Regions from separate parts of the Mus musculus genome. Here all the other regions are linked to region 1. Evidence: chromatin contacts called from public Micro-C and promoter capture Hi-C data. All regions are on one chromosome and are shown on one strand. Each heading gives the region's core, a stretch centred on a gene start, on an enhancer-like site or on the middle of the called end of the contact. The rest is flanking DNA. Distances are from core to core; before and after follow the strand shown. Region 1 holds the start of Usp25 (ubiquitin specific peptidase 25). Region 2 holds the start of Rbm11 (RNA binding motif protein 11). Region 3 holds the start of D16Ertd472e (DNA segment, Chr 16, ERATO Doi 472, expressed). Region 4 has its middle 49 kb from the start of Gm30116. Region 5 has its middle 32 kb from the start of Btg3. Region 6 holds the start of 4930478L05Rik (RIKEN cDNA 4930478L05 gene). Region 7 overlaps Gm41474 (predicted gene, 41474).

The links. Promoter capture Hi-C pulls out the DNA fragments that hold promoters and counts their contacts. A called contact is a pair of places that touch in the nucleus more often than the background predicts. Capture Hi-C pulls out chosen DNA fragments and counts their contacts.
Region 2: a contact with region 1 is called in a promoter capture Hi-C map of pre-B cells, with 8 times the contacts expected there. The contact joins the promoter of Rbm11 here to the promoter of Usp25 in region 1. A contact is called at or near these places in 9 of 39 promoter capture datasets (the C10 cell line, the HPC-7 cell line, cranial neural crest and 5 more), 7 of 484 Hi-C or Micro-C datasets (CD4 T cells, embryonic stem cells, nephron progenitors and 2 more), 7 of 115 datasets of contacts at active chromatin or transcription factors (astrocytes, bone marrow-derived dendritic cells, embryonic forebrain and 4 more) and 2 of 9 other capture datasets (adipose tissue and liver).
Region 3: a promoter capture Hi-C map of adipose tissue shows a contact between it and region 1, with 5 times the contacts expected there. The contact joins the promoter of D16Ertd472e here to the promoter of Usp25 in region 1. A contact is called at or near these places in 10 of 39 promoter capture datasets (the 3T3-L1 cell line, 3T3-L1-derived adipocytes, the C10 cell line and 6 more), 2 of 484 Hi-C or Micro-C datasets (muscle stem cells and uterus), 3 of 115 datasets of contacts at active chromatin or transcription factors (astrocytes, fibro-adipogenic progenitors and large pre-B cells) and 2 of 9 other capture datasets (adipose tissue and liver).
Region 4: a contact with region 1 is called in a Micro-C map of the G1E-ER4 cell line. The contact joins the enhancer-like site here to the promoter of Usp25 in region 1. A contact is called at or near these places in 4 of 39 promoter capture datasets (the 3T3-L1 cell line, 3T3-L1-derived adipocytes, hippocampal neurons and 1 more) and 2 of 484 Hi-C or Micro-C datasets (both in the G1E-ER4 cell line).
Region 5: a promoter capture Hi-C map of liver shows a contact between it and region 1, with 2.9 times the contacts expected there. The contact joins the enhancer-like site here to the promoter of Usp25 in region 1. A contact is called at or near these places in 6 of 39 promoter capture datasets (the C10 cell line, frontonasal cranial neural crest, liver and 2 more) and 2 of 115 datasets of contacts at active chromatin or transcription factors (astrocytes and large pre-B cells).
Region 6: a contact with region 1 is called in a promoter capture Hi-C map of 3T3-L1-derived adipocytes, with 4 times the contacts expected there. The contact joins the promoter of 4930478L05Rik here to the promoter of Usp25 in region 1. A contact is called at or near these places in 6 of 39 promoter capture datasets (the 3T3-L1 cell line, 3T3-L1-derived adipocytes, the C10 cell line and 3 more) and 1 of 115 datasets of contacts at active chromatin or transcription factors (thymic regulatory T cells).
Region 7: a contact with region 1 is called in a promoter capture Hi-C map of hippocampal neurons, with 2.1 times the contacts expected there. The contact joins the enhancer-like site here to the promoter of Usp25 in region 1. A contact is called at or near these places in 7 of 39 promoter capture datasets (the 3T3-L1 cell line, the HPC-7 cell line, cranial neural crest and 4 more) and 3 of 115 datasets of contacts at active chromatin or transcription factors (astrocytes, forebrain and thymic regulatory T cells).

What each region holds. Positions count from the first base shown.
Region 1 is chr16:77,012,341-77,015,777 of GRCm38.p6, forward strand. Usp25 (ubiquitin specific peptidase 25) reads left to right here and starts at 1,729. Exons shown (of 24, transcript NM_013918.2): 1 at 1,729-1,800. The coding sequence starts at 1,756.
Region 2 is chr16:75,590,885-75,594,217 of GRCm38.p6, forward strand. Rbm11 (RNA binding motif protein 11) reads left to right here and starts at 2,007. Exons shown (of 5, transcript NM_198302.2): 1 at 2,007-2,159. The coding sequence starts at 2,064.
Region 3 is chr16:78,575,161-78,578,591 of GRCm38.p6, forward strand. D16Ertd472e (DNA segment, Chr 16, ERATO Doi 472, expressed) reads right to left here and starts at 1,528. Exons shown (of 5, transcript NM_001252439.1): 1 at 1,264-1,528; 2 at 761-894. The coding sequence starts at 887.
Region 4 is chr16:75,342,286-75,345,453 of GRCm38.p6, forward strand. It overlaps a transcript of Robo2 not described here. Among named protein-coding and RNA genes, the nearest start is that of Gm30116, 49 kb to the right of the region's middle. Within about 2 kb of position 1,441, at least 25 of the 459 cell types and tissues checked have an H3K27ac peak or open chromatin away from gene starts, as enhancers often do. A contact at or near this core is called in the G1E-ER4 cell line, where this site is marked.
Region 5 is chr16:78,342,583-78,346,205 of GRCm38.p6, forward strand. It overlaps a transcript of Cxadr not described here. Among named protein-coding and RNA genes, the nearest start is that of Btg3, 32 kb to the right of the region's middle. Within about 2 kb of position 1,514, at least 15 of the 459 cell types and tissues checked have an H3K27ac peak or open chromatin away from gene starts, as enhancers often do.
Region 6 is chr16:78,558,524-78,561,830 of GRCm38.p6, forward strand. 4930478L05Rik (RIKEN cDNA 4930478L05 gene) reads left to right here and starts at 1,793. Exons shown (of 3, transcript NR_040569.1): 1 at 1,793-2,244. All of the region lies in intron 2 of D16Ertd472e (DNA segment, Chr 16, ERATO Doi 472, expressed), which reads right to left. LOC115488614 (a long non-coding RNA gene) reads right to left here. Exons shown (of 2, transcript XR_003951854.1): 1 at 1,623-3,307; 2 at 1-497.
Region 7 is chr16:75,665,976-75,669,076 of GRCm38.p6, forward strand. All of the region lies in intron 2 of Gm41474 (predicted gene, 41474), which reads right to left. All of the region lies in intron 1 of Gm30162 (a long non-coding RNA gene), which reads left to right. Among named protein-coding and RNA genes, the nearest start is that of Gm30162, 8.2 kb to the left of the region's middle. Within about 2 kb of position 1,801, at least 12 of the 459 cell types and tissues checked have an H3K27ac peak or open chromatin away from gene starts, as enhancers often do. A contact at or near this core is called in hippocampal neurons, where this site is marked.

The DNA of each region.
Region 1 (3,437 bases), core at 479-2,978:
AAGAAAATGACCTTGTAAAACTCTCTCCCCTGTGGAGAATCACAAAGCTACTCTGTGAATGAGAAGTTACAGCGCTGAGGTCTCTAACTGTGGAAACGTAGCTCTGAGGTCCATTCTCAGACACGTGCTCTCCGGGTCTGTGTTCTCATAAACAGCATGTGCTCTGGAATTCTTGCAGTATCCATAAAATTCCTCACCTCCAATCATTTCACAACCTTTGTAGTCAAGGATTTAGGACCATGAATGAAGTCAAAATTTAAAATTTGTCAAACGAACATGACAAATACAAGGAAGGAATCACAAAAGAGGGTTGAAGACATCCCAAAGGAAGATTAGATGTGGTTATAAAGTACAAAGAGTTATTACAAGACTTTTTCCGAGTTATTATGATGATATAAGACCTGGTATTTCTTGGATTCTTTACCAAGCCTGCTTTTCTTGCCGTGGATTAAATTACAGTCTAACTTGTATGTGCACTGTATTATTGTATTTGTAACCCTGTGCTCATTAATCTACCCTCCCCTGGGTCTCGGTCTTACTCTGTCCCTAGTTTAGCTGGTGCAATTGAAGATATTTTACTTCCAGGTTTCTTACTTACTGTTAGGCTTTTCCTCCAATTCCGTTTACAGTAGACTATTCCACATACGGTAGTTAATCGTTTGTTTAATTTGGCAACAGGGATATTAGAATTATGCATCATCTAGGCAGTGATTCTTTCATAATGTTGTTTGCCTTATGTCTATTCATTTAGATTCTCTTCAGTAAATAAACCTTAAATCCCCAGTCTAGCAGTGACTGTCACACATTCCAGTGCATGAAATAAACACAGAATGTCAGTCCTGATGTATGTAACGAATAGTTGAGAAAAGTACAGTCCAGAAGGACTTCTAACAGCGTTCTGCTTATTTGACTTTTTTCTTCCAGCAGGTTCATGGCTTGTGAAATTCCTAGAAAGGCTTGGGTGACATAGGAAATAGCTGGAGTTCTGGGCCCGCCCAGGTTTTGGGACATTACAGGTATGGAAGGACGTTGATTGTTTTGGAGACCGTTAGACAGGAAGGTGATCTGGTATACCGTCCTATGGCTCTAGCCTCGACTGGGGGTCGGGGGGTCGCAATGTCAGAGTTTAGCAAGAGCCTTAAATGGTGCACAGTAACCTGCAGGATGGGCGGTTCTGGCCGTCCAGCCCGCGCGCTGAGAGGAGCTTAGACGGAGGGCGGGGCCCACCAGGGGGCGGGGCAGCAACACAGCCCCTCCTTCCGCTCCCGCGGGTCACAATGTAGGGTTAGGACGGGTGGGGCGGGGCAGAGCGGGGGCGGGGCAGGAGGGCGGGGCGGGGGCGGTGACCGCGGCGAGGGAGGGGCTGGAGGCGGAGTCGCGGCGGCCGGAGGACAGCGCCATTCCGGGTGGCCGCTCCCTCCGTCCGCTTGCCGCCGGCCCGCAGTGGTCCCCCCGGAGCGGTCAGGCGAAGCTGAGTGCGAACGCGTGACGCGGCCCGGCTTGATCGTGCTCTCCGTCGCCTGCGCCCATGGGCCGGGCCGCCGCGGCTCAGCGGCGCTGAGGATCGGGGCGCAGAGGACCTGAGGCGGCCGCGGTGGCGCTCTCCGGTAGCGTCTCGCCGCTTGCCCGCGGGGCCCGCGTTCGCCCGCCGCCATCGCCTTCGCGCCCGGCTGGCGGGGGCGCCGTCCTCCCGGGCCGTCCGCGTCGCTGCCCCGGGCCCGGTAGAGCGCGACAGGCGGGGCCGCCGCGGGGGCCATGACCGTGGAGCAGAATGTGCTGCAGCAGAGCGCGGCGCAGAAGGTGAGGCGCGGGCTGGTCGCCGCTCCTCGACGGGCCGCGTGGCCTCCCGGCCGGCCGGGCCACTCCGGGAGCGTCGCGCTCGGTCCCGCGGGGCTGCGTGCGGAGCGGGGTGTGCAGTAGTGAGAGGCTTCGCGTCCACTCCCTTCTGCGGATTGCTCTCCCAGAACCGACGGCGCCGCGTCCCCAGAGTGACCCCCGCATTCCTCCAGTACTCACTCTGCCAGGCTTTGTAATTAAACTTTCTTCTCCTTCGCTTCCTTTTCCAGTCCCTTTTCTTCTGCAAGAATGTCACTTGTCACCCCTTTTGGACAGTTTCTCTTTCGGAGGTCTTATTGTGCCAGGCCTGCTGTTCTGGGGAAAAAAAAACCGGACCTCCCCAAAACGAATTACCTGTCTTCCAGGGCAGGTACATCGCATCGACCCAGGGTGGAATCTGTACAAGTAGAGTGTTTGGTTGGTTATTCTTTCTTTTCTTTATTTTATTCTCTCTTGGATCTAGAAAGTATCTCGCGCGTAAGGAGACCTTTATGGCTGTTACTCAAATCTTTTGTCCCCTAAGTTTGACCTTGCTCTCTTGTTCGTTCTTTACTCTAGCATCAGTTTCACGCAGAGTTAGGGGGGTCATCACATATTGTTTCTCGAACAGTATCTTGCTAGTTCTAGGTTTTACTTTAAGAATCTTTAAAAGCTCCAGCATAGCTTGCTCCATGTCCTGAAGAGCAGACGGTCATTACTTGTTCTGCCCTCCCCCCTCCCCCCTTATTGGTGTGAAAAGCATTTTGAGCACCGGGGAAATGTTGGCTTAGTTGAATTCTAATTGTAGGAGCAATTAGGTATACAGTGAACAGCCAGAGCCTCCTTTGGCTCATCGGTGTGAGTAATGGATGCCACACCCTGCTGTAGTTTTGACACTAGGTACTTGCTGTAAAGCCTACCTGTGCTTGTCTTTAAAGTGAGGCCTGTTGTACTAAAAAATAGACCAATACCTTCAAACAGCCCCCCCCCCCCGTTTTTTTCTTTTTGTCATTAAAATAGTTTTAGCATTTTATGTTCCTTGAGATAACCAAAGATGTCAGAGAATGTTGGAAAGTAGGGATAGTGCATTGTTATTTTAGACACTTTGGTTAAAGTTGGTTTTGGAGCCTATTTTAGTCTATGCTTCTTGCACATTGAGACGATTATGGTGAACTGTGATGTAGTTTGTAATGTGGCAGAAGAATTCAAGACTGAATAACAATAACGAAGAAAACAGTTGGCCTCCCAATTCTGTATGTTGTTCCTAGAACACTATAATCTTTAGATGTTGATGTTGAATGTGTGCTGTAGTTTTGGTTGGAAGGTCATGGGATCTTTGGCATGTTAAGCAATAGGCTCAGTAGCATTTTCTTTATACTCATTTTGCATTTTAAAACGTCTTTATCTCAAAGTGGGAAAAGTTGCTGTCTTTTTTGCTTCTCTTAAACTTCAAGATTGCAAGGACTTTATGGGTTTTGTCTTTCGTTTTGACTAAACCACTTCTTTGCATAGTCAGATAACTACCTTGATGGCTCAGAACTGTATACATAAGTCTGTAGAATCAAGAATCAAATTACTGAAAGTTAACTTTGTTTTCTAGTCCAATATTCATGCTTAATAAG
Region 2 (3,333 bases), core at 757-3,256, 1.4 Mb before region 1:
AAAAGCCTGTGATTTTTTTTTTTGGGGGGGGGGGGAGATGTGGAAACCCCTTTGCTCAATGACTCCAAAACCTGCAATCCATCCCTATATGGGGGGGGGGGGGAAGGTTACTTGGTGACATGAGACGTCTAGGTGAAGCATTGTCTCACCTGTCATTTGGTGACAATTTAAATTCATTTCACATATGTGAAAAAGGGTTAGCAAGGTCCTACAGTAGTAGGTTGTTAGGTGGTTTCTCAGTTGGTGTTAGCTGTTAGTTACCCCTCAATTATATGCTCCTTTGCCCTGCTCTCTTGCCTTTCCCTATTCTGGCTTTTTCTTTACCTCTTAATAACACTACATTCTTTTTCCCCCCTTTTCCCCACTTCCCTTTCACTCCAGCACTGCTCGCTCTGGCCTATAGGGTTTTTTATTTGTTTCTCATTAAGGATGGTTGTGAGCCACCATGTGGTTGCTGAGATTTGAACTCATGACCTCCCGAAGAACAGTCAGTGCTCTTACCTGCTGAGCCATCTCACCAGATAACACTACATTCTACTCCCCCTTCCTTGTAAAATCCTTTCTTCTCTACTGTTCCCTTACTAGCCTGACTCTTAGCTTGAAAGCTCACAGGCACATATAAGAGAAAACACACAGTATCTAATTTGCCTTCTGTGTACGGGTTACCTCACTCAGGATAATTGCCTCTAGTTACATCTATTTACCTGAAATTCCCCCTAGTTTCATTTTTTTTCACAGCTGAATAATATTCCGTTGTGTTAATTTCGTTATCTGTTCATCCATTCGTGAACATCTAGACTGTTTCCAATTTCTGTTTATCACGAATAGAGCAGCGACAAACAGGGACGCCTCTGTAGTAGGATCCTTTGGGCACATATTGAAGAGTCACATAGCTGGACCTTGAGGTAGACCTTTCTAAGGAACCACCACACTGATGTCCATAATGGCAGGACCAGTTGTCACTCCCACAAGCAATGGATAAGTGTTGTTCTTCACCCACAGCCTTGCCACCATGTTTTGTTACTTGTCTTATTTATCTTGGCCCTTCTGACTGGGGTAAGATGATTTGTTTTTCGAGACAGGGTTTCTCTGTGTAGTCCTGGCTGTCCTAGAACTCACTCTGTAGACCAGACTTGCCTCGAACTCAGAAATCTGCCCGTTTCTGCCTCCCAAGTGCTAGAATTGAAGGCATGCGCCACCACCGCCGGCGGTAAGATGAAATCTTAAAGTAGTTTTCATTTGCATCTCCTCATGATGTTGGACATTTCTGTGGGAGTTTCTCAATCATTTCCATTTCTTGAGAGAGGAATTTTCTGATCAGTCAACCGAGCAGAAGTACATCTCCTGAATTCAAAATGAATTCCTACTACTCCACCAAACAAAGACCAAATCAAGTTCTCATTACTGAATGATCTTTCCAGGGTGATTCCAAGGTCCTTTCGGGAACTTTTTTTTTTTAATGACTCATTTATACACAGTGTTTTCTTGAGTTCAGTGCCCTTTTCAGAGCCCACAGAAAAATTTCAAAGACCTATCTCGGTATTACTTAAAGGCTAAATAAACTTTAATTTTAGTCTTTTCTTGTATCAGTAGCCATACACGGAGACATTTCTTTTCATGCTATAACTTAACTTCACAGCGTTACTGATCTACCAATTTAACTCTTTGGAAGCAAATTAATTTTTTATATCTCCCCCTAGGCACGTCGATACTGAAGTTAGTCAATCTGAATATCAACTTCCTAGTCATTGTATTTCCAACGTTGCTTAAAAAAAAAAAAAAGCAAACTAAAATCACCCATTAATCTTGTTCATAAAGAGGTAGAAGCACTGTGCCAAGTGGACGACTGATGCCCTCAGGTCAGTAAGTCAGTCTTTCTAGTCAGGGAGGGCGGGGCTGCGAGGTGGTGGGCGGGTCCCGCGGGACGGTGGGCGTGACTTCACGCCCCGCCCCTGGCGCGCGCCCGCCTCGGGCTCCGCTGCCCAGGCGGAGCCGCGCAGTAAAGCGGAGCGAGGGGGGCGGGGCTTCGGCACCTCCTCCATCCCTGGCTGCGGACCGCAGGGATGTTCCCGGCTCAGGAGGAGGCTGACAGGACCGTGTTTGTGGGCAATTTAGAGGCCCGAGTGCGGGAAGAGATTCTTTACGAGCTGTTCCTTCAGGTACCGTCCGCGGGGAAGGCCGGGCGGCGGCTGCGGAGCCCCGGGACCCCGCCCCACCGGAGCTCCGCTCTCCCTTCCCTCGCTTAGGCTCGCAAGTGTGCAGCCGGGGATGAGCGGCTCGTACTCTCCTTCCTCTGCAGCCCCGGGTGGGCAACGACCTCCCACCCCCCACCCCCCACCCTGGCAGCCCCAGGCCAGGACTCCCGGAGCCTCTCCGGGCCCTGGATGTGCTGCGGGAACACGAAACAACCCCGTCACTGTCCTCACGGGATAGTAAGCACCCTTCTGTCCAACCTAGAAAATGGCACCTGCGAGAAAGATACTTCTCTTGAAAACCTTTCCCTAGCTGTCACCCTTTCTCCCAAGCCTTTGGATGGGGAGAGCATTTTGTTGTTGTTGTTGTAGAATCATACAAGTGATTTCTGAAATGCTAGGCAGTCAATTCACCATGACTAACTTAATGGATTCCCTAGTCATGACACTGTATTTCATATTCGGACCTTCAGGACTTTTTTGAGAACTGGAGAGCACACGTCTGGGTCCCTCTTGCCAGAGACGGCTGTCTTCAGCCCTTCATCTAATTGGTTAATGACTCAGAATTATAGAGCAAATCGAAAGTGGTGATAAGGGGCTCTAAAGGGGGAATCAAAACTGTTTTTCACGGATTATGCGTATCTGCAAAAGGGACAGGTAATAATAAGGAAGGGGAAAAAGAATAAAACCTGTTGAAAGTGAGAACACAGCGGTCTGCAGTGAGGCCAGTATCCGAGTCTCGAACTTAAATGTAAAATGGGACTAATTAATCGTCTCTGAAATGCAATGTGATTGCCAGAAATACACTTCTCTTTATGAAACAGCTACAGGCAGCGCTGTTGGTTGCTGCTGCTGCTAATAGGACTGCTATTGTTATTACTAATAATGCGAACCATTGCTACTAAAAAGAAAAAAAAAAGTCACAGTGACTTCCGCTTTCAAAATAAGAGAAAATTCTCGGGGACACAATAACAGAGATGCATTTCTAGAGTGAGGTTGTGGGTACCAGTAGTGATTTTTTTCCCCTAAATTTTAAAGGACTTACTTATCTCTAAATTTAAGGAAGGAATCTCTTTGCCACGCATAGATGCTAAACAAGAAAACATAAGATCTTTATTTTATCCATTGCCACTTTACAGTA
Region 3 (3,431 bases), core at 278-2,777, 1.6 Mb after region 1:
GCCCTTAAGCATCTAGGTATTTCAAAATATTTAGTATCTAGTAAGATCTTTCTCTACTGACAGACACATTAGAACCTCAAAATTCAAGTTATACACAAATTTTTATTTTGGGGGAAATTTTAAGATTCTTCTTCAGTGTGACTCATAGATACCCCAAAAGACTTGGGGTTTCACTGTGACAGTGCAAATAGAAAGCTCACAGCCCATGTTTCCTGGAAACATCTAGGACCCAGTTATCTGTGTACCCAACACAACCTTCAGCAAAAGGTTTAATTTCTCAAGCATTTCTTTTACACATTCTCACAATGGTACTGGCATCGAAAGAATTGAAAAGTCCTTTTTTAAAAAGATTATTAATATTAAAGGAAGTTATTTAAAATCTGATATAAACAACTTAAAAAAATAAAAGTTAGTTAAAATTCACCACATGATGGGAAAAATAGAGACTAAGTTTGGCAGAAAGGAGTAAAATTATATCTGCCCACGTGTACGGTCATGTTGATTCTTAAATGTTTATCAGACAATACCTGCACTTCATTTCATATTAGTTAAAAGGAGCTTAACATTCTGTTATAAAGACAAACATTTCCCTCGACTCATAACTATTGTTAACTCTGGCTTCATTTCCAGAAACCCTTAGCAGATCTTCACTTAGGACAATCTCTAGGCTTTCAAGCAGTTGCAGTGTTACCTCCAAACATCTCAGCCTAAGTTGCACAAAGTAGTACGCGGCACGCAGTTAAAACCGCAGAATCCTTACCCTCGAGATTTAGCTCGAAGCAAATGTGGCAGAAGGAGAGCGTGTCTTTGTCTGTTCCCAGTTTACAAACACTGCAAATGTTGTCATCATTCAAGTCAATGCTTACAAACTGCTCCTCTTCGTTCATAGTGCCCCTATGAGGAAAGAGAAAGGAGCAAGTTACACAACGGCAAAAACTTGCTTATGGCCTGCAGTAACCGACCAAAAACCCCCCCAAAAACCGAAAAAGGAGGCGTTTGCAACAGCCCTGTCAGGCAAGCATCGCCATACCTGGAGTTACAGTATCACAGTTTTACTGCGAAAAAGCAAAAGGGCTGCCCACAGGAGACACCCGCCTCCCGGGTCGCGCCGGCAGACACCCGGCCTGTCAACCAACTTCGGGTCGGTCGCTGTGGCCAGAAGGAGCCGCTGGGACGCGGCTTTGCCAACTTCTGGGTGAGCGTCTGGAGGCGTCCCGCTAACTCGGTTACCCGGCTCCCCGGCTCCGCCGCGGCAAGACGCACGTGGGGACTGGGACACCCGGGAAGGATCGGCTCACGTCGGAGACTCTTCAGCCACGGACCGGAGGGTCCCGGGGACGCCACTCGAGGATCGTGGGCGTCCGGCACGGCGTGGGATCCGTCTCGTCTGTCCGTCCGTCCCGGCACTGGTCCTGAGCACCAGAGCGGCTCAGAGAAGGACCTCTACCGTCCGGCTCCGCGGGCCACCGTCCGCGCGCCACGATCCGATCCGCACTATTGTTTCCGCCGGCGCCGCAGCGCAGACAGCAGCGCGCTCCGCCCCGCCCGGGCCGCCTGCGCCACCCCGAGCCGCCCACGGGGAGAGCGGCCGGGCCAGCCCACAGCCCCAGGGCCCCACGTGGCCACCCTAGCGCAGGGAGTGTAGCCGCCCTCCGCCCGCCCCGCGCCGCCCCGCGCCCCCGTGCGCATCCTCTTGCGCCTCCGCGGAGAGCATCTCGCTCCCCTCCGCGTGGCGCACATGGACCCGTCCGGCCCGCCTCCCTGCAGCCCCTGAAAACTCCAGCCACTTGCGGATTGCAGGAATGGGCCCACGGCTAAGCCTGAGGGGTGGAGGAGGAGAAAGGCACACACGCGTGGGGAGTGTATTGCTTCAAAACCAGGAGCCTGAACCAAGTATTATCCTTGAACTCCTGTTTCATGTTGGTTGACTTTCTGAATGAGATAAAAGTTGATAATTCAGATATCCCGATTTAGGTATAATTCTAGAAGCAGAGCATCTTTTCTTCGAATTATGTATCACGATGTGGTACCTCCCATGCACATCCACGGAAAACATTCCCGAGGCTCCGCCTCTTGTTTTTAAGTCTACCCCTTTCCTAAACTTTTTTTTTTTTTAGTATGTAAATGTACTTTCATCATCTGCTTGACTCCTTAAGCCTTGCCTAGGCCACAAGTCTACGCAATACTTTCAGTTACGTTTGCTATGCTAGTCTTTCTCAACAGTCCACAGAAGAGAAACAGGAAACTCGGCTCTTGCAGTTTAGTGGTGACTAACCCTTTATCGCAGTTTCTTAGAAACAAAAACTGGAGCTTGAACTCAAGGCTGCGGAGGTAAAGCCACTAATCAAGGACTCAAAAAAGTCATCTGTGCCCATGCTACCGAAGTGTGGTGGATGACTCAAAGACCCCATGTGGCGTTTTTACAAATGCAGAATCCAGAAATCAATACCTTGCTCTGAAAAAGACCCCCAGATCCATGGACCTGAGGTGCCTCAGCGGGGGTGGCATGAGGTGGGATGGGGGAGGGGGAGTGTTTGCTATGGCAAACCTGGCAACCTGAGCTCCATTCCCAGTGGAACGGAAGTACTAACTCCACAAAGCTGTCCTCCAAGAGTGTCCCACAGTCACCAGGACACGCCCCCCCATTAATAATAATAATGAATATTTTATAGGTCCCTGCCCCCTATGCATATTAAAATTTGGGGTGTGTTAAATATCTTGCATTTTGGATTCTACTCATTTATTTAATTAAAGTGATTTTTACAAAGTTTATATTTGTATGTGTATGTTTGTATATGTGGTGTGTATGATGTGTGCATGATCATATCCTGGCATGTGTGTGGAGCTCAGAGGACAACTTCAGATGTCTGTCCTCATTTTTTTTTTTTAAATCTTGTTTGAGAAAGGGCCTCATTGCTGTTCATAGGTGTGTAGTGTAGGCTAGTGGGCCAGTGGGCTTCTCATGATCTCCCTGTCTCCAGCTCCCATGTTGCAGTAAATGTGTTAAGTTTGTTTGTTTTCTCCTGGTGTGTTAGTCAGGGTTCTCTAGAGTGACAGAACTTATGGAATGTATATATTGTGATGACTTACAGTCTGTAGTCCAACTAACCCAACAATGGTCAGCTGTGAATGGGAAGTCCAGGAATCTAGTATTTGTTCGGTCCCACAAGGCTAGTTGTTTCAGCTTGCCTTCTGTAGAAGTAGGTTTCAACAGATGTGCTGGCAAGTAAGTGCAAGCAGGCAAAGAAGAATGATTCTTCCTTCTTCCAAAGTCCTTATGTAGGTCTCCAGCAGAAGGTGTGGCCCAGATTAAAGGTGTGTGCTGGCACAACTGAGTCTGGGACTTGTTTTGTCCCAGGATGACTTTGAACTAAGAGATCTCTTTGCCTTAATCTCCTGGGATTAAAGGCCAGTACTACCTTGGCTGGGCC
Region 4 (3,168 bases), core at 191-2,690, 1.7 Mb before region 1:
GAATATAAAGGAAGACAAAAAGTTCCCCGAAGAGGAAACATTAGTCCTTCATGATGACTGAAGACAGATCTGCAGAAGCAACTCAGCAGCCCCCGCTTGAAGCAGTCCGGACATCTATGTATTTCACAAGGGTCTCCCTCAATCTTCAAGCAGATCTGAGACTTTATGGAAAACAGGGGTTTGCATTTGCTCTCGTTCTCTTTCATACATATTATTTCTCAAAGCCAAGCATCTGTGAGGAACTGATCGGCGGTGAATTTGAGGTCCTTGCTCTGACAAATATCCGGAAAGTGTGAGTCCGTGTTTGCATTTACAAACAAAGCGTTGCGCTGTAAAATTCAGCTAAGGAGTGTGTGCTGTCTTCCTAAGAAAAGAAGGAACAGGATATAGCCAGGCCTTCATCAAACAGTTCAGTTCTGAGTGAAACTATGTAGCCAGCACAGCTTGCTTGGAGAAGAAAGCAATTTAGACTCGATTTTAATGCACGTAAAAATAGTGAGGAAAAGCCTATTCTCTAGGAAGCCATGCCTAGTATTTGTCCAAACCAAACCAAAACGCAACACAACACAACCACAATAACAGAAAACCTCTGATAATGAGTATGACTGGCCAAAACTTAGGGGAGAAGGAAGTGAGAGGAAAGATGGAAAGACCATCAACAGAGAAGCAGGCTATAGAACTTTCTGGAACTCCTTCCAAAACTAAGGCAACACGCTGATCGTGTAAGTGAACCTGGATATCTTGGTGTCTGAAATAGTGTGAAAACACACCCAGACTGGAGGAAATTTATTTACATAAAGTGTTAAAAACAGAAACTCAGAGGCAGAGAACGGGGGGGGGGGGGGGGGGGGACCTGCCCATAAACCACACCTAGCTATTTTGACATCCTCTTTTTATAAGTTTACAGAACTGAATGGGATTGCTGTAGTTTGTGCCTCCCTATTTCCCACAGGCGCACTTTACCCTCTTGTATAAGGTCTAGTCAGGCTTCAGTGCCTAATCTCCATCCGGATGACTCCTGCAGTCAGGGATCTTGGTTGATTATTATATGCAAGCGCAATTAAAAAAAAAAAAAAACTAAAAAAGAATTGCTTCTATTTTTGAGCCTGGGTCCATGCATGTAAAATGATTCTGATTGGTTGTTAAAATTATACTTCTCAGGACACATGTAGTGTATCAGATAACCACAAGAGGGCAGTATAAGGCCAGCGTTCATACTTTAAAAATTAAAACATAAAAAAGTTTCTGCAAGTGAGATTTGATTAAAACAAAATCCTGTCTTCTAACGGTTAACAGAGAACCATGTTCCGTAATATTTCCAGACCCCATAGGCTGTTTGTAATAGAATGGAAAGAGAATGTCTGACTTTTGCTCACATCCGTTCCACCTCCAACCTGGCCCCTATCAGTTTTCAAACAGCCTAGCAAGGAATTTTCCAATTCAAAGGCTTTTGCACATTCTGTTTATATCTGCCTGGGACACTCCCTAACCCTGCCTTAATCTTCATGGTCCCTGTTTAACCGCAATTTCCTTAGACTGCTTTCAAAGCCGTTAGACTTTAAAGCAGGTTTCTCTCCCACAACTCCCAACTGCGTATGTCAGCAGCCCATGTATATAAGACATGGCATTTATCCTCATTTAGAAATATTTTGTGTGCCTTCCTATTTAATTTTTTTTTTCGATTTCATCCAAGAATCCTCTAAGCTTCATGAATTTAAAAATGTCTCGCTGCAGCAAGACTTTTTAATCCCTGGACTTCAGTACAGTGGGGCATCATAAAGGTTCAGAACTGTCTGCCAAATGAATAAATCTTAATGACCATGGCTTATTTTTTCCCACCAGATTCAAGCAAGTCTGACCCCTCTCATATAATCCCTTACCATGGTAACAAGAAAAACATTTTTTCCTTATGTTTTCTTGCTATGTGGCGCAGGGACTTCCCTGGAATTTAAATGAATTCATATGAGTTCTGACTGATTTGATTTAGGTTATTTCTCTTCCATTAAAAAAAAGAAAAGTCCCTTCTTTGGATGAGGTCTTTTGGTATTTCAGGAGGACACAGACATTAAGGAAGGGGAGTAGCTGAGCAGCTGGTGGGAGAGAGAGTTAGTTATCATTAAGGGCATGACCACACTTCACTCAGCATCGGATAGCCACGCACCTAAAACTGTAAGAGCAGCAGAAATAGGATCGCGAAGACAAAACAGGACAACCGCAGTGATATAAGCCTAGAATACTAGCATTTGGGAGGCTGAGACAGGAGTGCCCAACCCACTTTATTTACACAACTAGACTCTTTCTACAATACATAAGGAGGAGGAGGAGGAGGAGGAGGAGGAGGAGGAGGGGAGGAGGACTGGAAAGAAAAGGAGTGGGAAATTGAAGGGATGGAGGAAATCCACAGTAGTGATGACCAATCGTAAGGCTACCCTTGCACAGTCCTAGAATAAGGGGCATAACCAGAGGTCTGTGACCAATCGCTCAATGACTTTCACTCCACACATAGCAGGATACTGTCATACAAATTGTTGTTTAAGAAAATGAGTGTTTCCTGAAGGTTGCAAAAGATGCTATGGTTGATTTTAAATAGGTGATTTTTTCTTTGTTTTTATTTTATTTTATTTTTTATTTATTTATATTATTATTATTATTATTGCCATGGAACAGCTGCCTAGAATGTAACTCTGACCATCCTCATAGCCTGTAGAACCCAGGCATACCGCAGTAAATTTAAGGTCTTCGCCATCTGTGGTTTTGAAAATCATCAGATCAACCCTTATCAGGAAGAAGTGGAATTCTCTAATAATAAAATGATTTTTCTGATAGAAGCCCCAAGGCCGTGATTTCCCCCTTGCCAATATTATATCCCATCCCAGCAAGGAATGGGGAAAGGACAGAGCAGTGCCCACTGGTATACGGCAAAAGCTCCATGCCCAAGAAGATATGCTGCCAAGTGGAACTCAAAGAAGTCCAAAATGGCTGACCACTGACTGAAGGAGACAGCTCACAATACAACATCTCTGTCTTAAATGTGAGCACTGCTCAGTGCCAGAGAGATATCAACCGCCCTGTACCCTGTGGAGAAAATCCTCACACATTAGCACACCCTTGACTGTGTTTTTAAGTATCTTGGAAAGGAAGGTTAAGTAAATGACCTCATTTTAGTAC
Region 5 (3,623 bases), core at 264-2,763, 1.3 Mb after region 1:
AGTAGCTCCCAACTAATGCAATAAGGATTACGTTTCCACATAAGAATTTGGGGTGGTGGGGACAGCTCAACTCATAGCAGCAATGGGTGCAAACTCCAAAGGCAGGCCCTAACCAGTCAAAATTTATATGGAATATCTGCAGAGGGTTTCAAGACAGGGCCAACTCTGTAGATCAGGATGGTTTCAAACTCCAATCTGCTCCCCTCTGCCTCCCAAGTTCTGGGATTAAAGGCATGCACCAGTGCCCACCATTACTTTACAATGACTTCTTATCAACAAAAGTGACACACCCACTTGCCTTGTCCTTTCTCCAGTCTCCTATCTTTCAAAAACAAAATGGGATGGTGATGCTGTTTAAGCTCGCACTTGCCAAGTGGAAGCAGATGAGCTGCCCACCAGTTTGTCTTCGTGACTCTTGCTGAGAAGATGCAAGGACTTGCAGAGACACAGAACTAAATGGTGTGTCTTTTTAAGTTAATAACTGGATCTGAATAGCTTTCTTTAGTTTTGGGTTTTGTTTTGTCTTAATTGTGTTTCAGACAGTAATAATGAAGGCGATCCAGTGCGAGACACGAGACAAACCCTCACCAGTGTGTTTCTATTCCCAGTTCCTCTCCAAAAAGCTGCACATCAAATTCTGTTAGTTTGTGAATAGGTTATTCAGAGAGCAAAAGGAGAAATCAGTATGATCAGTGTCATGTCTTGTTTCAGGGATTTCCTATACGTACACAAGGTTGCTAATTTATGTGTTTTAAAGCACATCCTATTTATTTTTAAAAGTTAGTACTGTCAGGATTGGTCACAAGGGAGAAAGTATTAGATTTTAGGTTGAAGCAACTTAGTGGAAAACTGAAGTGGGACAGAAAACTGAACACTTCATATTTGACTTGTGTTGAGAACAGCTCTATTATAGGCATAAAGGACATGAAGGTTTTCTTTAATACAGGCAAAATATTAACTGGCAACTGAGTTACACACCTGGAACAAAACAATCATTACTGTAGGCAAAAAGTGCGAAGAAGCAAGATGGTAGCCCACAGTGCACGTAACCATGGCAGACAATTTATAGAGAGGGGAAAGAGAGCAGTTACAAGCCTTGCCATGTAAATGTCGTAAATGAGGCCACGGAACTGTGTTTTGAACATGAGAGGAAGGAATTTCCTTGACCAGGGAGCTGGCAATGCTGACATGCCTGTTTTTCTGGAGCATGCGAGTGCTGGATTGGACATCAAAGGTTGGGACTTAGGAGGTGTGTGTGTTAGTGCTCATACTTCCGTGTAGATGAAGATGGGAGACCAAACCCTATAGGGAAACAGGGAAATGAGCTGTGTGTTCAGATGTCTGAGCTGGGATTTAGGATTCAGTGCTGTCAGGCCGTGCAAAAGAGGGAAGAAAAACAAAAACAGATGTCGCGGTTTACATCAGAAAGTTCAATCGAGCAGATTCTCAGTGGTCTTAGTTGTGGATAATTCACAGCTGCTCTCATTTTAGTGCTAGTAAGCCACTGCCAAGTACATTTCTAACAATATCTCTCAGTGTATATAGAGTTTCTTCAAGTTGCTGGAACTTCTACACAGAACAGTTCTATGGAATCAGCACAGACTAAGTGAACGAAAGAATGAATTATTTTGCCCTTTAAGAGAAAATGACGAAGTGGCATATTAGGTTAGCTATTCCTACATGAATTTGGCCACCGGCAGTGTGTTCTTTTAATGTTAAGTAGGGCAGTTTCCCTCTCACAGTCCCAGAACTGTCAGCAGTCAGAACATTTCCAGGGACAGTAGGACTGAGGAATGGAGACCGGTAACTGTTAACACGTAGTCTTGTAAAGTTGACACTCTTCTACAGAGCACCAGGCTTTTAACAAAAGTTGAGTGCTTCTATGTGTTCACGGAAACCACGCAAATCAAGATTAAAGTTCTCCAAAATGTAAAATGGGTCGTCCCTGTCAACTAAAATGTTCTGATATGTTCACAGCACTTCAGTATGTAATTTATGAGTTTGAAATTTCTTACGATGTTATAAGCAAACAAGAAGCCACAGTTAAGTAAAAAAAAGTTAAGTAGCAATTCAGACTGTACAAGGGAATGCCAATAGACAAAATATATTAAAAAAAAAAAGAAAACAGATGTCTGTGGCAGTGGCAGGAATGACATCAGACTCAGATAGTTTTGAGGTGGTAATTTATGGAATCTTTTCAACACACATTATTAACTTTGTACATCTTGTACTTTAGTCCTGAAGTAACACTTGAAATCTGTCAGGATGTCCAAGCCACCAATGATTTGTTCAATGCTGACAGTTGAAAATTGACTCCACAACCCTTGACATCAGGAACAGCCTATTTAAATGACTGATCACTAAAATGTTGACAGACTAAGATAGAAATACAGCCCTTTTACAGTTTGCTCAGAGATATGGCTTATGAAGCCTTAGCATTGTCTCAGCTCTCTTAAGGAGTTCCTTTTGAATTCTTTGAGGCCGTGAAGTTTCCTGCAGTGGAGCAGAAATGCAGGTCTACTCAGTTTCTCATCTCACAGAATGGGTTTTGTTTACTGTCTTTCGTCTTACCACGACCGCATGGCAGCATAAAGCTAGCCACCTAAGGGAGGGAAGTTTGTCCTGCAGGATGCTACGGTCGTCCTATAGTCATCTGGGCACTGTTTGCAAACCAGGATGGCTCTTGCTATACGTGCACATTTCACTACTGGAGACTTGCCAATTTGGAAGTTACAAGTCAGGGAACATGTTTGGGAAGAAAATTTGGTAAGAATTGGTATTTCAGAAGAGGTTGTTTTAAAGCCAGATATAGGTAAATTATTATTAAAACCACACTACCAGAAATATTACTATATATATTATTTGATTCATCATCATATACATACAGAAATAAAGGCAAGGTCCAGTAAGGTTTTGGGTTTTTTGTTTTTTTTTCCCTTTCCACTTCACAAGGCCTTATAAAACAAAACACATCTCCTGATCATTGGTCTACTGTTTTTCTAGAAACCTTGCTTTCTTGCCATTGAGGAAAACTAATAGGAGGGTAGTTAGTGGGGGACCCTCTTGAAACCATTACCAGTCTCTCTTGGCAACAGCAGCCAGGAAGGTCACTCTCCCCGTTAGCTGCTTGAAACTATTTTCAATAGGTGCTCTAGATCCCTGTCTTGATGCTAGTGGTGGTCCCAGTGTAGTATGTGCTTGACAAGAGCTAAGTATTGTTTGGAGTGAACTCTTTCAGATACTTGCTGTGATTCAAGATTTCAAGTAACTGGTATACATTGGTTTTATCAAATATGAGATAATAGAAAAAATAAAAAACTGATTCTGGGGCTGGGAGGATGTATATAGTTTGGAACAGTTGCTCAATACACACAATACATTCTAGGCAAGCCCTGTACCTGAGTGACATCCCCAACCAGAGAGATTTTGTACAGCCCCTAACTTGGCTATATTTGTTTTCCTAGCTGTACGCTGATCGCATACAGGGCACAAAAAATTAGAAAAAAATTTTTTGAGAAAGGTCTTCATTCTATAACCTAGGTTGGCCTGGAACCCACTACGTAGCCCAGGCTGGCTTCAAACTTGGGTAGATCCTCCTGCCTCAGGGTCTTGAGTTGGGATGA
Region 6 (3,307 bases), core at 543-3,042, 1.5 Mb after region 1:
AACAATGCCGCTTACATTTTAAGTAGGAAAAATTCAAAACACCACAGACATTTCTGAGAAGAAACACAGTTTGGTCTGAGAATGAACACCGGCGTTCCTTTGGTCAAGACAGATTAGGCTTAGGTTCTGGGCCATGTTTCAGCCAACTAAGTAAGCCAAGAAAGGCGAAGGCACTGGAGGGACAGCCCCATTCGTTCCCAAAGCATATCATACGAAAACTTTTGTTGAGTTCTTTCTCTGATAACACTGCGTCTAGCAGAACATTTAACCCCAAGAGAATACAGGCGACCCCCATTCCCCCTAGAAGTAAAATCATAACCAAAACAAGAGTTTTGTTTACCTGTCAATCCTTGGTGGAGAGCCAAGAAATAAAAGGGGCACCGGGGAAAAGTTGCTAAGTGAACAGGGCGTACACTGTCTGCTGCTTTCGGCTTAAAACAACCAACACTGCCTGGCCCTGCTGCAGGAAGAGGGGGTCAGATGCAGAGGTGGAAAACCTGGGACAGAAAGGCCAACTCCTCAGCAATTCAAACTTCAACATCCACAGAACATGAAGCTACCGTATTAATGGAAAAGGGGCCCAGTAACCCAGTAACAGCAACACCTAGGAGAAATTGGACACACCCCTAGATCCACCAATTCTTCTCCGCACAAGCATGGCTCCTCTCCCATCATGGTCTTATTCATCAGTCTTTCTCACTTCATACATACTCCAAGAGCTCAGCAATTACATTCAAGGAGGAGAGCTACATAGTATTTAGGGCACAGGGAATTCATGAGGCTACTAAAGGCATAAATAAAACTAAGACAGGAAGAAGGCAATGGAGTCTAGAGTTACGCTGGAGGAGGAATGAAAGGCAGGGGTGAGCAGTTAAGAGGGCTCCTGGAATCCTGGGCTTGGTAGTACAGGATATATATATATATATCCCAGCTATGGAAGAGGTTGCCTTAGGAGGTTGGCAAGTTTAATGTCAGCTTGTCTTACTGCATGTTCAAGGGCTGCCTGGAAAACTAGTGAGATCTCGCCTGAAAATAAAAAAAAAAAAAAAAAAAAAAAAAAAAGCAAACCCCAAAAAACTAAAAAACAAGAGGTGGGATACAGTTCATTGACAGAGCAAGTCAGATACTAGGTTTAATTTTAACAGTTAAGAAAAGTAAAAGGGGGGTATGATAAGAGGGGTCTGCAACCCTATAGGTGGAACAACAATATGAACTAACCAGTACCCCCCAGAGCTCTTATCTCTAGCTGCATATGTAGCAGAAGATGGCCGAGTCAGCCATCACTGGGAAGAGAGGCTCCTTGGTATTGCAAACTTTATATGCCCCAGTACAGGGGAATGCCAGGGCCAAGAAGCGGGAGTGGGTGGGTTGGGGAGCAGGGTGTGGGGAGGGTATAAGGAACTTTCGGGATAGCATTTGAAATGTATATAAAGAAAATATCTAATTAAAAAAAATACTCTCTATGAACTCCGAATTAACTAAACCAAAAGTAGCTAATCATGTTATACTTAGCACTCTGCATCCGGGAGCTAAAAGAGCTTGACCCGGAAGAAATGGCAAGGGCGGGCTCATTGACGAGTCATAACCAAACATATGCAGGATCAGGCTTGTGTTTTAAAGACCTTTCTTGGTCGTACAGACGGAGAGGCCTCGGTGCGGGTGTTGTGGTGAGCGAGAGGAGAGAAAATAAATGGCTTCTGAAGAAGAACCCGTGAGGGAGTAATGCCGTGACAGAGGAGGAGCGGAAGCGGAAGTGAGAAGCCTGCTTCCGGTCTGCAGCTGACTTGCCTTTGCAAATGAGAGAACTATCACCTGCTGCGGTGCAAGGCAGCGAGCAGTGCTGTGACTCCATTTCAGCCCTAACTCTTCACTTCCTGCCCTCATTTTCTCCAAGGCCATGATTCTGTGCCTGTGATAACAGAAATCACCTTTTAATCTCGAGTGGTTGACTTCTGTCTACCATCTGGGGAAACTTGTTCATCATTTCAACCATGACACCTGTTGTCAGCTGCTGGAATTAATTCTGAGTACTTTCTGTTTGGATTCAGTGTTTTTGTATGTCTCGTAACACATTTCACTCCTGGCTGCTGGGATGAATCGACCATGATTTTGAGCTAGAGAGTCTTTTTTATGCATTTGTTATTAATAATAATAACAATTATTATTATTAATAGAGTGCTCTGGGTTGTGCAGTCCACGTGCTTGTCTTGATCACCGATTTCAAAGCAGTCAAGATTATCTGCAGTGAGTGCCCACGCGGCGGCTGCTGCATCCAGAAGTAGTGTTTGTCTGTGTCAAAGGAGCCTAGAAAAGCATTCCAAGACAGCCTGCTCAAACACTGCTTTTATACTTCTAGTCAACTAAAATAACTAGACACAACTGTTAGTGCTAGCTGTACTGTGGTGTTATTCTCAAAGGAAGACAAAGCTCTTTGGTTATATTATTAAGACTCACAGCTCCAGAAAGTCCTTAGGTAATTTGGTAAATAGACCAAAGTTTCCTTGTGAGTTGCTTTAGAAGAAAAATCTTAAAGGCAATTCTCTGAAGTTCTTCTGACATGGCCTTAGTAGGAACAGAATGTCATATGCCAGGAGACATGGGCTTAGGGCTCGTCTGTGTAATAATATACATATTTTCACAGTCCTTCAAGGAATGTCCTTCCGGTTCACATTAATGATGGCCATGATAATCCCAGACGGCATCAGTCCAGGAGGCTAAGGTGTGGCTAATGTTTTAGCAAGATGGTAAATGCTGGGACCTTCAGGACAGCCCTTAAGGCTGTGGAAAACACAGCTCTTAAGGACATGAGTTCGGAAATATATAACTTTTCAACTATGCAAAAACATAAGGATGCAATATGAATTGAATAAAGGGTTCCACGGATCTACAGAAACAGAGGCAGCTACACTATGAGCCGGCTTGTCAGAAAGATACAAAGACAGGCAGATGCAAATGCAGGCAGATTCCTGAGTTCAAGGTCAGCCTGGGATGGAGGAAATTTAGGTCTATTTATTCTATTTATTTAGAAATTTAGGTGTGTTAGAAAAGGTAATTTCAGGACTGGGTCCCACCCAGCTAGCTTACTGACGTGCTTAACAGAGGCAGGCAGATCTCTGACTTCTTTTGCAATGTTAAAAGAAAATGTGGGTTTCCTGTCTTCTAAGAATTAGGAGGCTGGGGGCACGGGATGCAGATTCATAGGATGGTCAAAGGGAAACCTGGAGTAAATGACCGGATTGATATGTAAAATAAAAGACTGAGTTCATGATCTGCAAGAGAAGAGATATCCAGAGAATTTTTTTTTTTT
Region 7 (3,101 bases), core at 551-3,050, 1.3 Mb before region 1:
AGCATCTCAAAAGATAGTGAAACTTCATTGTCTTAACATTTAGCATGCATGTGTGTGTATGTGTCTGTCTGTGTGTGTCTGTGTCTCTCTGTGTGTAAAATGTAATGCATACATATAGATGCTTTCAAAGTTATAGTCTCCAAAGAATACAATCACAATTATAAGAGTATGCAACCTTAGAATCAAAAAAATGAGTTGATTGTCTATGATAAAAACATTGCTTTTGTGAGTGAATGGTAGGGTGGTTTACTTCAAGTGTTTTTAGTATTTACAGATGAGAGAAGACTCCTAACCAAGTTAGAAAGTGAGTTGCATATTCTTTCTTGACAATTGATGTAGAAGAACTCATTCCTTACTGGGAAAATGCCATCTCTAAGAAGACAGCTAGTCTAAGTAATGTATTTGATCAAGCCATAGGAAACAAGACAGTAAGCGAAATTCCTCCATCCTCCATAATTTCTGCTTCTGTTCCTGTGTTCAGGTTCCTTACTTGAATTCCTGACCTGATCATGTGTGTGTGTGTGTGGGGACAATACATACATACATACATACATACATACATACATACATACATACATACATATATACATTTATATGTATTATATATGTACATATACAATATATACAACCTATTTTCCTTTCAGTTTGTCTGGAAAATTAATTTTCTAATTTAAAAATGGGCTGCACTAAAAGTTAATTTAAGTGATCTAATATTTTAATATCAAGGGGCAGGGCATTAAGAGTCCACTGTTAGGACAAATACTCCCTAATGACAGAAGCTATAGGAATGAAACTTTAAAACTCCATGGAGATTAAGAACAAAGAGCACCCAAGGATTTGTGTGTGTGTGTGTGTGTGTGTGTGTGTGTGTGTTAGACATGATTTAGGATTCTGATTCGTGTCATACATACACATGTTCAGGATACTATGTGTCCATCATAGTATGCATTAAGTATGACACAGTCATCTAAATTCCCCTACCTTCTGAGGACATACAGCTAATGCTGGCCTCAGAGTCTGTTCTTGGTAAGGCATGGGGTTCAAGGACTTGCTTCTTTTACGAGATGCTCATGATCCCTATTAGTTTGGAAGAAAAATTCAACATCATGTATTTTATATTTTCAAAGAAGACTATGAATGGTCTCCTTTGACTTGGTTGCTATGAGTCTCAATGTCATCTTTTGCTACACTTTGGTTTAAAGATACAGAGAGTATTAAAATTACTAAAATCTTTGAAAAGGACACATCTCAAATATGGAATCAGATAATCTTAGGTTTAATTTGGGTAGTCTGGAATAATTCCTTCACCCGATGATGCTAAAGATTTTTTTCAATATTATTTCATATTAAAAATGTGTAGTATAAACACTAATCAACACATATGGCTATTGAGCTATTGAAATGTGAGTGTGGGAATTATTGAAATTATTTTAAATTTAAATTTAGTATCCATCTCTGCCTGTGGCTACCATTTTGGATGAGACAGAGACCTGGGATAAAGGAGTTGGCCAAGAATCAATGAAAAGTGACCTTAGCCGTGACTCACAACATTGAAGATATGGAACCTGAAGAGGGCACCTCCTGAAGCCAGGCAGGATCCCCAGTGGAGTGATAGAGACACCACCCAACTCTCAAAACTTTCAACCCAAAATTTATCCTATCTACAAAACACGCAGGCAGGGTGGATAGAGCACAGACTGAAGCAAGCAATCAAGAGCACAACTTAAGAACCATCCTGAAGGCGTGCAGCATCACTGTTACTCAAACTGCTAATGATATTCTGTTATGCAGGCACACAAGAACATATTGTTCTCTGAAAGGTTCTGCCAACCAGCTGAGCCAGACAGATATAGACACCCACAGCCAAACAGTGGGTAGAGCTTGGAGACACTTATGGCAGAACAGAAGGAAGAATTGTGGGCCCCAAAGGGGATCAGAACTCCACAGGAAAAGCCAATTGGACCCTCAGGGCTCTCAGAGTCTAAACTGCCAACCAAAGAACATACACAGGCTGGACCTAGGCCTTCGCAGCACATTTGCAGCAGATGTGCAGCTTGGTCTTCGTGTGAGTCCCAAACAACTGGAGCAGGAGCAATTTCCAAAGCTGTTGTCTGTTCATGGCAGGGATGCCTTGTCTGGCCTCAGTGGGAGAGGAAGTACCTAGCCTTGCAGAGACTTGAAATCCCAGGGGGAGGAGGGGATACCTAGGGCAGTCCGTACCTCCTCAGAGGAGATTGGGGAAGCATTGTGGGAGGGGGGCAACTGGGAGGGGGCAGTGAGCGGGATGTAAAGTTAAAAAAAAAAATTTAGTATCCAGTCCTGCCTGTGGCTACCATTTCAGACAATTTTCTCTGTGGTTTGTTGATTCAATGGAGGTATTAAAAATATATTTGTATACACATACAACACACAAGTGCACAGATAGACACAAATGCGCACATGCACGAACTCTCTCTCGTGCACACACATACACCCTGCAATGTGATTGCTAAGTCACGTGGTAGTTCTATTTGTTTTAGGAATTCTATTAGTCAGCACTTGTGTTCCTATGATACAGTATGTGAAACAAACAACGTAAGAGAAGGACAAGTTTGCTCAGATCACCCTTTCAGAAGCTTCAGTTCTAGTCTTGGCCCATCAGAGCTGAGGGTACTGTGACAATTTGAATCTGTGTCAGCATTGTGACAATGTGAACATGTGGCAGAGACTTTTTTTTTTTTTGGTAGTAGTAGAGTGGGGGTATTTTCTTTGTTTACATTTCAAATTTTATCCCCTTTCCCAATATTCCCTCTGGAATCCCCCTATCCCATCCCATCCCCCCTGCTTCTATGAGGGTGGCCCCACAGCCACCTACCCACCCACTCCTACCTCCCTGCCCTGGCATTCCCCTACAGTAGAGTCTTTTTTTTTTATGTATTTTCCTCAATTACATTTCCAATGCTATCCCAAAAGTCCCCCATACCCTCCCCCCCACTTCCCTCCCCACCCATTCCCATTTTTTTGGCCCTGGCGTTCCCCTGTACTGGGGCATATAAAGTTTGTGTGTCCAATGGGCCTCTCTTTCCAGTGATGGCCAACTAGGCCATCTTTTGATACCTATG